2 separate regions of the Columba livia genome follow, and region 1 is linked to region 2. The links are chromatin contacts, called in public Hi-C maps. All regions are on one chromosome and are shown on one strand. Each heading gives the region's core, a stretch centred on a gene start, on an enhancer-like site or on the middle of the called end of the contact. The rest is flanking DNA. Distances are from core to core; before and after follow the strand shown.

Region 1 (3,542 bases), core at 690-3,189, 240 kb after region 2:
ATATTTCAATTTTTTACTATATGAAGATTATAGATGCAGTTTTGTTTTGTTCACAGATAAACTTCCTCAAGAGGACAAAATAGCTGAAGAAGCTTTATAAAAATCCCATTCTCCAACCAAAGATAGCAACCAGTAGCATGTCTTCTCAAAGAATATTAGAATTGAAAAAGCGTTGTGCAAAAGCAGGGATTACTCCAAGCCATTTCAGTAAAACAATGCACTTCTGCATCTCGTTTTTGTAGAGATGCCTTCAATCTATAAATATTTTTAAAGAAAGAAAGAAAAAAACCAACACATTTGAAACAGTTACTGAACCTACCTCTGAGTCCTACTGAGCTTTTTCAACTGGCTTCTTTACTTTGTGGGAGACCAGCAAGTGACAGGGTTGCTGTACCCCCGACTTGGCCACATTTTGCTTCTAGCACTTAAATCCATCACAGCACAAGATGAAGGCTTAAGCAGCTATGGCAAGCCACTAACAGCAAGTGCTGTAAAAGCACTACACAAATAAAGAAAACTGTTTTGTTCCAATCAGTTGTCACAACAGCAGCATCCACAAACTTTCCAAAAGAAGTCTTTCGGGTTTTTTTTCCCCCACCAAGTAGCAGAGTCCTTTTTGTAAAGAGAATTAAAGAACACTTGTCACTGACCACAGCATCACCACCAGCTGTGGCTGGTCCATACCCACGAAAGACACAACTCCAAAAATATAAAACACTTTCCCAGACTTTACACCAGAACATATCTGAGGCAGAAATGAGAAGCTTTTACAATGTTAAAATGTTACTTCCTTGTATTTCACATTTAGCTGTACAATAACAAGCAATCTTGACATGAGTATTTTCTTAACAAACAATCACAGAAGATGTGCATTAAGAAGCCAGGGGGAGAAAACAAAAGACTACCATAAAATACAATACCATACTCTTGAATAAATCCATATTGTATCTATCTCAGCAAAACAAAATTAAGCCTAAAGAAATACCAGCAGAAACATCCTACCATGTTCGACGAAGACGTTACAGTGTGGGCCCCCATGCCTCGATGACTCCTTCTTCCCTGCTCCTTTGATAAAGTGCAGGGCAGGCAGACTTGGCCTCCTTTGGTCCCCAAGAACTTTTCCAGGCTGCTGCCCCATAAAGTAACTATGGGCAGCCTTTCCCAGGATGAGAAGTTTCTCAAGAAGTCTGTGATCCCTGATCTTCCAGGCTGGGAAGGAGCTTTGAAGGAGAATGTATTTTAGGTAGGTGCGTTGGTTGCACTTGTTGCGTGATAAAGTCACTTGAGGTGAAGAATTAAGACAAGCGCAGATTCCTCCAGTGCTTTCAAGATGACAACAAGGCTCCTCAGGTGACTTTAGGCAAAATAAAAAAAAAGAGTAAAAGTTCCAACTGCTTAGTAATGACCAAGCCTTACCAAAGTTTCAGGCTGCCATTTGTAGTGTGTCTTCTACCAGGTAAAGCAGCATTAGTTCATCTCACAAGCAAGAAAACATACCTAGGCTCACCCAGGGCAGGAAACAGCCATTCCCGCTGCAACCAGTGTCAAGGTTTCTTTTTTTTTTTCCTCCTCCTTTTCTTTTGCATAGCATTGAGTTTGCGAAGGCCAAAGAGCCACGTTCTTTGCCTTCAAGTACCGCTGCGATCTAGCGGGATCGAGCACGCCGAAGCCATGCCAGCTCACGAGGCGAAGCGGAGGGGACTCCGGGCCTGGTGGGCTCCACACGCTCCCGGGGACGAGGGGAATGGCAGGTGGGCTCCTCACGCCGCCTCGGCTTCTCCCATCGCAGGCCTGGGGCTGCCCGCACCGCCGCTACCTGTCCCCCGCCGAGGCGCCGCGGGCCAGCGGGCCATGCGGGGCCATGGAGGCGTCGAAGCAACGCTGGGGCGGCCGGGCCGGAGCAGGTGGCCGCCCTCCCGGCCTTGCTGCCCGCCTCAGGCGGAACCGGCTGCCAGGGATGGGCTGCGAGGCCGGGGACGAGCTCCGGGAGGCCGACTCCTGCACAGCAGCCAGAAGAGGTCAGGCGGGGGGGAGCGGGCCGGCTGCATCCCCACGGAGGAGGCCGGGGACGGGCAAGGCCCGGGCGGGCAGCGGGGCCGAGCCCGGGCGGGACGCGCGGGGGGCGGTGGGGCCAGGCGGCCGCACGCCCGGGGGGAGCCCCGCCAAAGCCGGCAGGAGGAGGGGAGCGAGGGGCCGCAGGGCTGGGGGTACCCCGGGTGCTGCCGCCGGAGGAAGGCGCGGTGCGGAGCGAGACTGGCGGGGGGCGGCTGCAGGCGGCGAGGGAGATCCCGGAACCCCCGGCGCGGCTCAGCCCCGTCCCCGGCCGGCGGGGCGGGCGGTCACATCCCCTTCCGGCCCCTCCTCCTCCACCGCCCCCGCCTCCCGCCCGGCCCGGCCGCTGCTCCATCGCGCCCGGCGCCATGACGGGAACGGGCCGGGCGGAGAAGGGGCAGCCCGGGGAACATGGGGCCGTGGGGTCTGTGAGGGAAGAGCCCGAGGAGATTGGGGGGGGGGGAATTCTCGGAGGGGAATGAGGGACCAAGCAGGGGGATGCGTGGGGTGAAGGAGAGGGTGAGGGGAGCCATGAAGAGGCACCGACGGGGAGCAGTGAGGGGACAGGGACACAGAGGTATCGCCAGGGTGAAGCCATGAGGGAAATGGTGCTGTGAAGGGGCCAGAGGGGAAAATGAGATGGATGGGGAGGGCACGAAGGGGGTGATGATGGAAACCTTAAGGGGAGTGGGATGAAGGTGAAGATGGTGGAAAGGACAGGTGGAAGAGGGATTTTATAGTATAACAAATGCCAGCCAAGGGCCCAGAAGGCTCATGTCAAATCCCTTACCCCTTTGCAAGGGCCACCCGAGTTGTTTTCCCCGAGATCTGTCAAGAGCTCCTTGGCTCTCAAACCTACCAGAGCCTTCCCAGGTCTCTGGATTTCTCACAGAGATGGGCAAGGAACAAAGGGATCCTCACCAGGTCAGCTGCCTGCACAACCATCAGCTTTTCCACAACCCGGGATCGGCCACCCTGCTGGCACAAAGGATCTCCCTGCCTTATTAACGCTGTCAGAGCACACGCACAACGCGATGCCAAAACCAGCCACGGAGGCCAATGAATTTGACAGATATTTTATTGATCTATTTTCCTGCAACATTTGCTACAAAGAAGAAATTAAACCCCCAATTTCAGCCTGCACTGTGCAGCACACGCATTCCCCGAGCTAGAGAGCACAGACGGCGACGCTGAAGATATTTAGTTTCTCATACGTTCTCCAGTTCACCTTGGGAATAGAAGAGGGTTGAGGCAGCAGCTTGAGGTCAGGGTGTTTTGGTCAAAGGTCTGTGGCTGCTCCCACTCAACAACAGGAGGACACACAAATGCAATTTTGTGCAGTAGCCTCCTGCTCAGCGTAACCATCTGGACACAGAGCGGTTTGTTTATACTGACTCCTCCCTTGTGACAAATCCAAACATACTCGGTGTCTCCTACGCCATATTCAAGGTCCCTGGCAGACGCGTGTTTTTCATCTTCCAACAATAGCA
Region 2 (4,061 bases), core at 427-2,926:
ACCAGTTTATATGTGAGAAATCTACTCATGGGGAGTCGATTCTCCAAACCTGGGCTCTCCAAGGCAGGGACCAGCTATTTATCCATCGTGAAAGGGTCCATTCCAGTGAACGCCCCCATGTGCATCTGCAAGACAAGACTTAACACAACCAAAACTTCCACTATAAACCTGGATTCATTCCTGGAAAGGGTGGGAAGCCTTTCTCATGAGCAGACGATGTAGACACTGCAATGTGCTTATACCTGTTCCTGGAATGAAACAAAATTACCAAACTCCCAAACACTTCTATTTCTTATATAAATAAACATCAAACACCAGCAACATCAATATACAAATATTCGATGAGTTGATACTCTAAACACCCTTTGCACGTTCAGAAGACAAAACCAAACCAAAACAACTTTCCTAACAAAACCCACAACTCCCAGCTCATCCAAACGCCTTTCGCCAGCTTTGAATTATGGGGATCAGCAGGTTTTCAGAACCACCTTAATGAAAAACACCCTCCTAGTTCACACCCAACACTAGCAGACCGACCACCCCCCGGTGAAGATGCACAGTACAGGTCCTAGGAGCTGCATTAGGGTTTCCCCAGCTTGCAGCACATCTGCTCCCACGCAGACATGAAAATCTCCATCCTAAACAAACAAAAAATTATTTTCAGACCTACCTAACAAGCTCGCCCAGCACCAAGCGCACAAACTCCGTCCTTGTTCCCCCCCCCGCACTTCATCTTTGGGCCCCAACAGCCCTTTTGCAGGTTCCACAGAATAACAAACCCACCGAGCCTTCTGGATGCCACCCCCCGCCTTGTTTTGCTGAGACACACACACACACACGGCGCGACAAAAATATCTTTGTGTCACACTCCAGACGACGAAGAAAAACAAGCTGTCTTTGCAGCGGGGAGCCCCCCGCACCCCACGTTCCCTCTCCCCTGCTGCACCCCGCCGCGGAGCGGAGCGGCGGGGGGGGGCTCCGGACACCCGCCCCGCAAAACCACCCCCGGACCGGGGACAGGAGCCCGGACAACGGGCCCCAAGCCCAGGCGGCCCCCGCCAGCTCCCCCGGGCCTCACCGCGGCCCTCAGCGGGGATGGGGCCGGCCCGGCCAGGCCCTGCGGCCGCCCCTGGCGCCTCCATCCCCGCGGCGGGGGGTCGCACAATAAACACCGGCGGCTACAACAGCCCGACGTGGCGGGGCCGCCCCCAAAGCCGCTTTGGTCCTCCACAGCCAGGGCCTCGGCCCGGGAGACCCGCCAGGGCTGCGCCACCTCCTCCCCTGCGCCGGGCCGAGCCGGGAGGCCGCGGGGTGCCGCAGCCGCAAGCAGCCGCTGGCTCCGGCTCCATTTTAGGGCTGCCTCGTCCCACCTTCCCTCTCCCTCCCCTTCCTCCTCCCCCCCGGCCCCACTCACCGCCCCAAATATCCGCGGCCGCCGCCGCCGCCGGCCCCCGATACCCACCTGTGGTGGTGGCGGGGAGCCGGGACTGCCTGGGGAGCCGGGTGCGGAGGGGCGATGGGCTCAGGGAGCGGCGGATGGCGGCGGATTGCGCGGCGGCGGCGGGATGCGGGGCGATCCGGGCTCCGGCTGCCGCTCCCTCCTCCTCCCCCGGCCCGGCCTGTCAATCCCGCGCGGGAGGGCGCCGCGCCGCCGCTGCCTCCACCCTCCGCACAGCACCGCCTACAGGGCTCCGCCGGCACCGCAGGGGCGGCCCAAGATGGCGGGCGCAGGCGCAGAGCGGCGGCCGTGGCGGCGGCGTCGGGCCTCAGCGCCTTTCGGCGCCACACGAGCCCGAGGGCTGAGCAACAGTAACTCCGAAGTGTCAGAAAATATTTAACGTTCAAACTTGTTTTCGCATGGACCAAAAGACGTGCCGTATTCAAATGCAAAGCCCCTTACTGTCAACAACTGTGACCAATTTAGAGTGAACTAGCTCATCGCGTGCTGAAGCGACATTGTTGGTCAAGAAACCAGTTTCTAGCACGGCGCTATTTGTAGTTACTTTTGGTTTCTCTGCGAGACTGCAAATAAAAAGATGTAGACATTGACACTTTGTGAATACATTTAACTTTCCATTTAGCTATACCTTTATTCAGCATGACTGTAGACAAGGTAGCAGCAAACAATCATTGAAGTTTAAAGAACATTTTAAAAATAAATACCAGTGAAGCCTGACTGGTGGTTCTCACTGGTTTAATGGGCAGCAGGTTCAAAGGCAACCCGGAGGAACTGCCCCTTGGAATGATTTCAGATATATTAATACTTTTAAATTTATTCTCTCCTTAATGGTGATCAATTCAGTGGAGTAAGGCGAACACTCCTGTCCCAAAAAACCCAAGCTGTAACATACAAGTAGCTTCACGAGGCAAACGTGGTCCTTGCTTGGGTCAAAAAGAGCTTCAGGTCAGCACGAAGGAGTGTTCCTGGCCAGAAACTGGCACTAAAGATCTGGTTGTAGAACTTGCTATAACATGCAGTTCCTCTGCCCAGGGGTTTTCATAGCTTGGTAGACGTGGTCTCCTTGCACACAAGGACAGACCAGTCTCCCTTTAATTCCCCTTCCTGTAACAAACTCACATGGGTGCCTGTTAGTGGTGACATATTTCACAGTGGAAGGCCAGACTGCAGGTATTTATGCATTATTTCTTAGGGACTGCCCAGCAGTTTGCAAGAATGGCATAATATATATGTGGCACAAGCACCTGGGCCAGTCATGTGCTGTCACCCTGCTTGTCCTTGCCCATGAAGGGAAGGCGGCTTTGGAGGGATTTTGCAGCACGTTTCCCTGGGGCTGGCAGTGCCTCAGTAGAAAGAGTCCTCACCTCTTCCCAGGTTACAGGAACAGTGTCAGACCTAGATCACTGCTCAAGAGACGTGTTTGATCTCAAACAGTCACCAGGAGTAATGGAGGGGGAGGAAATGCATGAACAGCTTTCTGGACCATATGTGATGTTCCTACAGTTGATCTGTGCTGCTATCGAAGTTGCCAGGCACTGAGCTACCAAGATACGCACCAGCACTGCTGACAACCACGACCTGGTTGTCAGATCCCCTCCTTTTCTGGATATCAAAGTATTACACTCTCCTCCTGCCCCTTTGGTGTCTCATTTCCTCTTTCCCACAGTGTGTTTTTTCTGCCTAGAGACATCAGGCCAATGCTGTCCATTTTTCTCCTTATGCCCACCCTCCTTCCTGACATGAGCAAACTCCCACTCACACCGATTCCCCGGGCAGCCGGGCATCAATTAGGGGTGTTTAGTTTTTATTTCTCCATCGGTCAGACAAGTACACACACGCTTACACATACAAATAGCTCTTCTGACTTGCTGCTTGCCTGTACAAACCTCACTATCACTGTCCTCCACGAGAGAAACTGCAGGTCACTCAGATTTGGGCTGCTGCTTTTCATATTCAGCAAATTTCACTCTGCAACACCACGCTGTTTCACACCCTATGTCAGGTGAGGAGGAAGAGGAGAGTGAACCTTCTTGTACTCTATGCTGTTGATGCGCAATAACAACAAACACCCAAAGGCATTAATATTGCCCTTCAGGAGACTGGGCGGTGTGCGATCCCCTCGCTTTCACAGACTCATGCAGCCACCAACAACCCAAACCATCCGCAGGTGACTCATGCGGGCTCGGCCAGGTCAGCGTTGTGCACAGATGCTGCTGTCGTAAGCAGTTCTCCCAAGGTCTCTTCTGCATCTCTGAGGCAACAAATCCAAGGCCAAGGGAATAGATGCGCCAATTAAAGAACAAACTAATGCAACCTGTTGTGGAGATCAAAAGGCCAAAGTATGCAAACAAAAGATGATTCTACGTTCATTACCAGGTGTGTACACTGCAACCCCCACAAACTCAGGGCTTTTCCACCATGCCTAGTGGCATGCCGAAGCCAGCTCTACGGAGCTTTGCTAGTCTCGTGGCTCAGGACTGCTTTGGGGCTGGGCTTTTCTTCTCTGTTCAGAGCTGGGCATGATATGAATAGTGAAAGGACATAGCCTGCCCCCACCAAAGGGAAAAGCATGGCTCCACTTTGTCCTGGTCCATGGGGACAC

Evidence for each region. Hi-C and Micro-C count contacts between places; a contact is called where the count stands out from the background.
Region 1: a contact with region 2 is called in a Hi-C map of crop, with 1.7 times the contacts expected there. The contact joins the promoter of ABL1 here to the promoter of PRRC2B in region 2. A contact is called at or near these places in 2 of 2 Hi-C or Micro-C datasets (crop and liver).

Annotation. Positions count from the first base shown.
Region 1 is chr19:4,869,322-4,872,863 of bColLiv1.pat.W.v2, forward strand. It overlaps ABL1 (ABL proto-oncogene 1, non-receptor tyrosine kinase), which reads right to left and starts at 1,940. Exons shown (of 11, transcript XM_065035191.1): 1 at 1,003-1,940. The coding sequence starts at 1,138.
Region 2 is chr19:4,632,391-4,636,451 of bColLiv1.pat.W.v2, forward strand. It overlaps PRRC2B (proline rich coiled-coil 2B), which reads right to left and starts at 1,677. Exons shown (of 32, transcript XM_065035788.1): 1 at 1,463-1,677.